Linked DNA regions of Bos taurus: region 2 is linked to region 1. The links are chromatin contacts, called in public Hi-C maps. All regions are on one chromosome and are shown on one strand. The core of a region is the stretch at or near the end of the contact, and the rest is flanking DNA. Distances in the headings are between cores, read along the strand shown. Region 1 holds the start of THOC1 (THO complex subunit 1). Region 2 holds the start of CLUL1 (clusterin like 1).

Region 1 (3,132 bases), core at 309-2,808:
AGGAGATCCAACCAGTCCATCCTAAAGGAGATCAGTCCTGGGTCTTCATTGGAAGGACCGATACTGAAGCTGAAACTCCAATACTTTGGCCACCTCATGTGAAGAGTTGACTCATTGGAAAAGACTCTGATGCTGGGAGGGATTGGGGGCAGGAGGAGAAGGGGACGACAGAGATGGCTGAATGGCATCACCAACTCCATGGACATGAATTTGGGTAAACTCCGGGAGTTGGTGAGGAGAAGGGGACGACAGAGATAGCTGAATGGCATCACCAACTCCATGGACATGAGTTTGGGTAAACTCCAGGAGTTGGTGATGGACAGCGGGGCCTGGCGTGCTGGGATTCGTGGGGTCGCAAAGAGTTGGACACGACTGAGCGACTGAACTGAACTGAACAATCATCCATAATACGATAACAATCCGATTACATCAGTTACCTATTAAGTCAGTTAATACCAGTTGATTTGGGCAATTTGGCAACGTACGTTGTACAATCAAACCTGAATGATTTTATTCTGAAAAAACCTGCAACGCTCCAGGTAGCCATCACTGTTCACAATTCCCACTTAGGGACAAGATAACGCAAAGTTATATTTTTGTTAGCGTCCCGTACTCTCGCTGGATATCCACGAAGGGAACCAGGTAAAGCGCGCCAGGCTTTCATTTAGGAACACGCGCAGGTGGGTAAGAGCTGGTAGCAGGTGTTTGGGTCAGTGCTTCTTTCCCCACCGCATAATTCCAACGGAAAGACGACTGCCCCTTGGCTTCTTATTGGCCAAGTGAGCGGAGACGAGGGAGGAACCGGGCAGAAGACTAGGTCTTGCAACAGGTGCCTTAACCCTGGGACTTGGCGCCACTGGCTATCCAATCAGTGCCGAGTACTGCGTTCCTCCACAATCTTCCTCGTTCAGTAGAGCCCTCTATCTGCCAGCAAAATGAACGAATCCCCACACATTACATTGCTACACAAGCCACGCTTGCATTCATGACTTCACGCTCCTCAACAGCTCAGGGATACAAGCGTTATTTTTATTTCTCAGAAAGTGGAACTGCACCTGAGCTACAGGGCCCGTGACCTTCGAGGCAGAGGCGCGAATCCGGAGGTGGGACCACTCGTTCGGGAAGAAGGACTTTGAACCGACGGCCACTGCCGTCACCTCCCCAGCCCGGAGCTCCCGGATAAGCCGCCTGACTTGGATTCTCAGACGGCTACCACCTTCCCTTGCGGCCCATCGAGCCGTAACCAGCCGCCATTCACCCGACTTCCCAAACCAGGAGAACGCCGGCCAACAGCCCGAGCGTCCCGGCTTGTAACCCGCAGCGTGTACAGGGCGAGGCCGCGCATCTGCAGTCACCCATGGGTTGTTACCCACGAACCCGGATCGGGCGTTGAGTGGCTAACCCTGGCTCCCAAACGCCCTCCCGACCTCCGTCACAGGGAAGCTCCCTAACACCACCGGACCCGCCCCTGCGCCCACAAGCCACTCTAGCCGCGCACGGAGCCGGCACTCTCGTTGCTCCCGCCCTGACGTCATCAGCGGGCGCCGCGACGAAGTGGCGGGCACGCTCAGCCAAGAAGATGTCTCCGACGCCGCCGCTCTTCAGTTTGCCCGAAGCGCGGACGCGGTTTACTGTGAGTTGCGGAACGGTGGGCGCGGCCCCGGCCCAACGCTATTTGTTGCTCTCCTCTCCCTGAAATTACTTGAATTTTGCACTGGGGTAAAGCGGGGACAGAGGCGTTACGCCGCGGCGACGGGTTCCCGGCCCCGTCGTGGGCTGGGGAGGCGGCAAAGGCGCTTTACCTGCCTCTTCCAAGAGTCCTCTGCGGTCCGCCTCCTCCTTTCCGCCGGCGGGTCCCGGAGCCCTGCGCCCTTCGTGGAGGGCTCACCCGCAGACTACCTCCGTTTGGGTCCTGCTCCTCTGCGGTGCTCGCTTAGCCAGGCGGGTGTTTCCAGAATTGGCAGGGGGCTGCTCTAGAGGGAAGGCGGGACTGGTTTTAGTCCAGAGAACCGGCTTCCGCCCCGCCTCCTAACTGCCAGGTGGCTCTTCTCGCCGCTTATTCATCACCCTTTAACTCTTTGTATCTCACTCCTTAGAGATCGATGAGGACGGTCCTAAGTGGGGCGAGGCAAATTGATCAGCTTGGGAAGGGTTGTCATCTGTCATTTTATTCTTCCGCCTTGGGGAACAGTAATTTAAGCATTTGGGGGAAACACTTTACAGGGCTTTTTGATGTTAGCTTATTTAACTCAGAATAGCCCTGTGAAGTAGGGTGTTTAATTATCCGCAGTAGACGAGATAGAAACTGAGACAGCCCGCCCCCCAGCCCCCGCCTTTGTTGTTGTTCAGTCGCTAAGTCGTGTCCGACCCTTTGCAACCTCATGGACTGCAGCGTGCCAGTCTTTCCTGTCCTTCACCATGTCCTGGAGATTGCTCAAACTCATGTCCATTGAGTCAGTGATGCCACCCAACCATCTCATCCTCTGTCACCCACTTCTTCTGCCTTCAGTCTTGCCCAGCATCAGGGTCTTTTCCAGTGAGTCGGCTCTTCGCATCAGGTGGCCAAAGTTTGGAGCTTCAGTATCAGTCCTTCCAAAGAATATTTAGGGTTGATTTCCTTTAGGATTGACGGCTTTGATCTCCTTGCAGTCCAAGGGACTCTCCGGAGTCTTCTCCAGCACCACAGTTCGAAAACATAAAAGTTAAATGATTTGCTTCACTGTTTTTTCTGACTTCAGACTCAGTATTCTTCTTATGTTGCCCATTACCAAATGAAGAACCGTGTTCTAAGTCGTTTGACTGGATTCGTCCCTACTTTTCTATAATTCTGCGAGGAGAAACTGTTAGGTGTGTCCAAGGTCATATCAGTCCTGGAAGGGACCATTTAATAGGAGATCATCTAGCCCAATGCTTCTTGAGATTGAGCATGGGTTGGGATCACCTGGGGATCTTGTTAAATGAGATTCTGGTTCGGTAGGAATGGGGCCTGAGATTCTGCATTTCTAACAAGTTCTCAGGTGATGCCACTGCTGCTGGTGGTAATAAGGACCCACAACAACCCATATATGTAACTGGTGAGGAGAATGAAGTTCAGAGACAAAGGGTATGCTCTGGATTACGGACTTCCTGGGT
Region 2 (3,404 bases), core at 260-2,759, 300 kb before region 1:
TGTTTAAATGTTTCAAATGCTAGCAAAGAATTTCACTGTTCGTTAAAACCGTGCTCAGAGGACACGGAACATCTGGATGAACCCAAGCCGTGCAGCCTAAGACATTGGCAAGTTTTATCTCTGTGATGGCGAACATCTGGAACTGTGAACCGTTCTCAGAGACACAATTGGAATTTTCTATTTTTAATCCAGATGTTTGGCGTCTTGTCTACTTGGCTTAAGAGCCTGGAGAACGTCTCCCTGTGAAACTAGAGGGCGTTCTGAATGCGGTTATCTCTCAACTGTAAATCACAGTAAGTGCCAGCAGGACATGGAAACAGGCAGACGGGACACGGTGCAGATAAAGATACCAGACATTACCCTTCGGGTCTTCACGGATGGAAGTTCGGTCCTTCCCTGTAGGCGCACACTGACAGTCTCTCAGCTGCAGCAGATACACGATAAACACCAAGATTGGCGGCTTCATGTTTCCGCCGTGACTGCGAAGGAAGGATAAACCTGTATCAGATGCCTTCCGTTTAGTTTCTGTTGGCATCAGTTGAAAACACCTGGTGAGTCAAAGCATTTTTCTGTCGATTTTTCTTTATGACTTTAGACAATGCATGTTGATATAGTTGAGACATAAGGAAACTTGAAATCTAAATAAATTCTTTGAAAAGACAACCCAAGTCCCTCTTTTGTTTGCATTCTTCATGGCAGTTAAATAAGGTCTTCATCTGAAGCATTTGAAATTTAAGGCAACCAAAAGTATGGATCCCAGCCCCGCAGAATCCAAATTTCATTTTATTTCCTTGTCAACAGTAAACAACCCCAAACACAGAATTAGCTATGTCAGAGGGGATTGTTTTTTCTCCAAAATTCTCAGGCCATAAGTAATTTTTAACCTAGATGGTTCACTACTTATTTTTTTTTTATGAAAGCAAGAACCCCTCAGATTTTTCTCATATATCTTATAAACGCCATCAGATAAATGAATCCTACACAAATTTTTTTCTTCTCAGATAATAAATTTCCTTTTATACAATTAGTTGTAAACATTGCCAGTAAAAACATATGCTTTCACAGTTATATCTCTAGATTATCTTAACTCCTCCCAAAAAGGATATTTATATTTTTATATATATATTTGTTATTTTGGAATAAAAACCCAACCCTATATTATTTAATCTACATTTGGAATGTCTTTTTAAAATACTGGTAGTTACAAAGCTATCACATTTTACGTCTAGAATTATCATTTGAGCTAATTCTCTTTCTGTTAAGACCCTTTCAGTTCCGTGTTGGTCGGTCATTTGTGTACAACTGTTTGTGACCCCGTGGACTGTAGCCCGCCAGGTTCCTCTGCCCAAGGGATTCTCCAGGCAGGAATACTGGAGTCAAGAGCCATTCCCTTCTCCCGGGGATCAAGACCCTATTTACCAAATAAAATTTTAACATATTTACCACTAACTGCAGGCTCTCACCAACGAGGTTGCCACCAGCTTCTGTAAGGACCTTCACTTTCCTCTGATTTAATGTTTGTCTGTGTCAGGGATTTAATCTTGTTCTATTAATTTGATGACACAGCTCTTAATCCTATTAACCTAACATTGTGAGATTAAGGGTATGGTTTAGAATGTGGTAGGGTCTCGAAATAAACACTAGAGGGCGGGCTGTCTACACGATCAGGAACAGTGACCTTGAGCTACTTTATTTTACACAATTTTTTTTTTAATATGGAATTCTTCATACATTTGCGTGTCATCCTTGTACTGGGGCCTCTGTATTGTTCCAGTGTTTGTATCTGTGTTGCCAAAACAAGCATACACAGATATGTTTGATAAGACTCGTTAAAGCCTTAGAAATATTTTTTAATTTGAAATTTTTTCTATGTATCTTCTTACACAGGCTTCCCAGGTGGTTCAGTGGTAAAGAATCCGCCTGCCAATGCAGGAGACGCTGGTTCCATTCTTGAGTTGAGAAAGTCCCCTGGAGGAGGAAATGGCTATCCACTCCAGTATTCTTGCCTGGAAAATTCCATGGACAGTGGAGCCTGGCAGGCTACAGTCCTTGACGTTTCAAAGAGTCAGACATGACTGAGCACACGTGTATGTGCACGCGCACACACACACACACACCTCTTCGTATATAGGTCAAACAAATTTCTTTGTTGGAAATGTAAGGAACAATATGAAAAAGAGTAAGAAAATGCTTAGATAAAACATTTTGAGATAACTAATAAGGACCTACTGTATTGCACAGGGAACTCTACTCCATACTCTGTGATGACCTATATGGGAATAGAATCTGAAAAAGAGTGGGTATATGTGTACACGTAACTGATTCTCTTTGCTGTACAGCAGAAACTAACACAACATTGTAAAACAACTATACTCCAATAAAAATTAATTTTAAAAACATTCTGAGGATTATTTACATAGTTGTTTGGCATTTTAAAAAACATATGCAAACATTTTAATTAGATGAAATGATAACATCTAGCCTATAAAGAGTGTAATAGGTGAGCATTTCACTACAATATACTCATTGATTAGCTGAGCTAAAAATTCAGCAAATGATTCTTCTAAAAACAATTAGAGAGTCACCATAGCAGCTACTGTAGTCTGGGTCTCTGGCTACTGAAATCTCAAGATTGTCTTGGGGTCCCTTTTCCAAGTTTGGAGGGATTCCACTTATTGATGCTTATTGATTGGACTTATTGATCACTACTTATTAATGTGATGCTCGGTACTTTTCAGCAGGTCACACTGACTGTTCTAAACTGACTCACCTGCCTTTTGGGGCCCTTAGAAGTTGACCCTTGTGTCTGAGCAACCTGCAGTCTGGAGTTTATCTCTGCTCTGCTTGGACACGGGGATAGGGAATTATAAGACACACCAGAAGTCTTGTCCACATCTCATTTAGCTGTCTTGTGTGTGTGCTAGGTCGCTTCAGTCATGTCCAACTCTTTGTGACCCTATGGACTGTAGCCTGCCAGGCTCCTCTGTCCATGGGGATTCTCCAGGCAAGAATACTGGAGTGGGTTGCCATTTCTTACATCAGGGATCTTCCTAACCAAGCAATTGAACCCAAGTCTCCTGCACTGGCAGGCAGGTTCTTTACCACTTGAGAAGCCCTTAGCTGTCTTAACTATCTGGCAATTCTCAATATTAGTTGAAAACCTCTTAACTCTGCTAGAAAACAGATCAGCTCAAAGCAAAATCTAAACTATTATTATGTTAAGAAGCCTCATGTCACTTTTGAGCAAATCTAAACCACCCCTACAAACAGATGTGTCTTATTCTGAGAGGTGATCACATGGCCAAAGGAAGAAGCAGCACTTGGGGTCTTTTTCTCAGGAAGACAAGAGTCCAGTTCTGGGAAAGTCAATCCTAGGAAATTGTGCAGCATCAGTGCCAGCTCTG

What was found. A called contact is a pair of places that touch in the nucleus more often than the background predicts.
Region 2: a contact with region 1 is called in a Hi-C map of liver, with 4 times the contacts expected there. The contact joins the promoter of CLUL1 here to the promoter of THOC1 in region 1. A contact is called at or near these places in 3 of 11 Hi-C or Micro-C datasets (blastocyst, liver and skeletal muscle).

The regions. Positions count from the first base shown.
Region 1 is chr24:35,221,827-35,224,958 of ARS-UCD2.0, reverse strand. It overlaps THOC1 (THO complex subunit 1), which reads left to right and starts at 1,558. Exons shown (of 21, transcript NM_001205480.2): 1 at 1,558-1,633. The coding sequence starts at 1,580. LOC101902862 (a long non-coding RNA gene) reads right to left here and starts at 2,740. Exons shown (of 3, transcript XR_239827.5): 1 at 1,803-2,740. It overlaps MIR544B-2 (microRNA mir-544b-2), which reads left to right and starts at 2,937; the gene lies at 2,937-3,028.
Region 2 is chr24:35,517,081-35,520,484 of ARS-UCD2.0, reverse strand. It overlaps CLUL1 (clusterin like 1), which reads right to left and starts at 1,509. Exons shown (of 8, transcript NM_001034520.1): 1 at 1,444-1,509; 2 at 361-479. The coding sequence starts at 466. It also overlaps the pseudogene LOC112444249.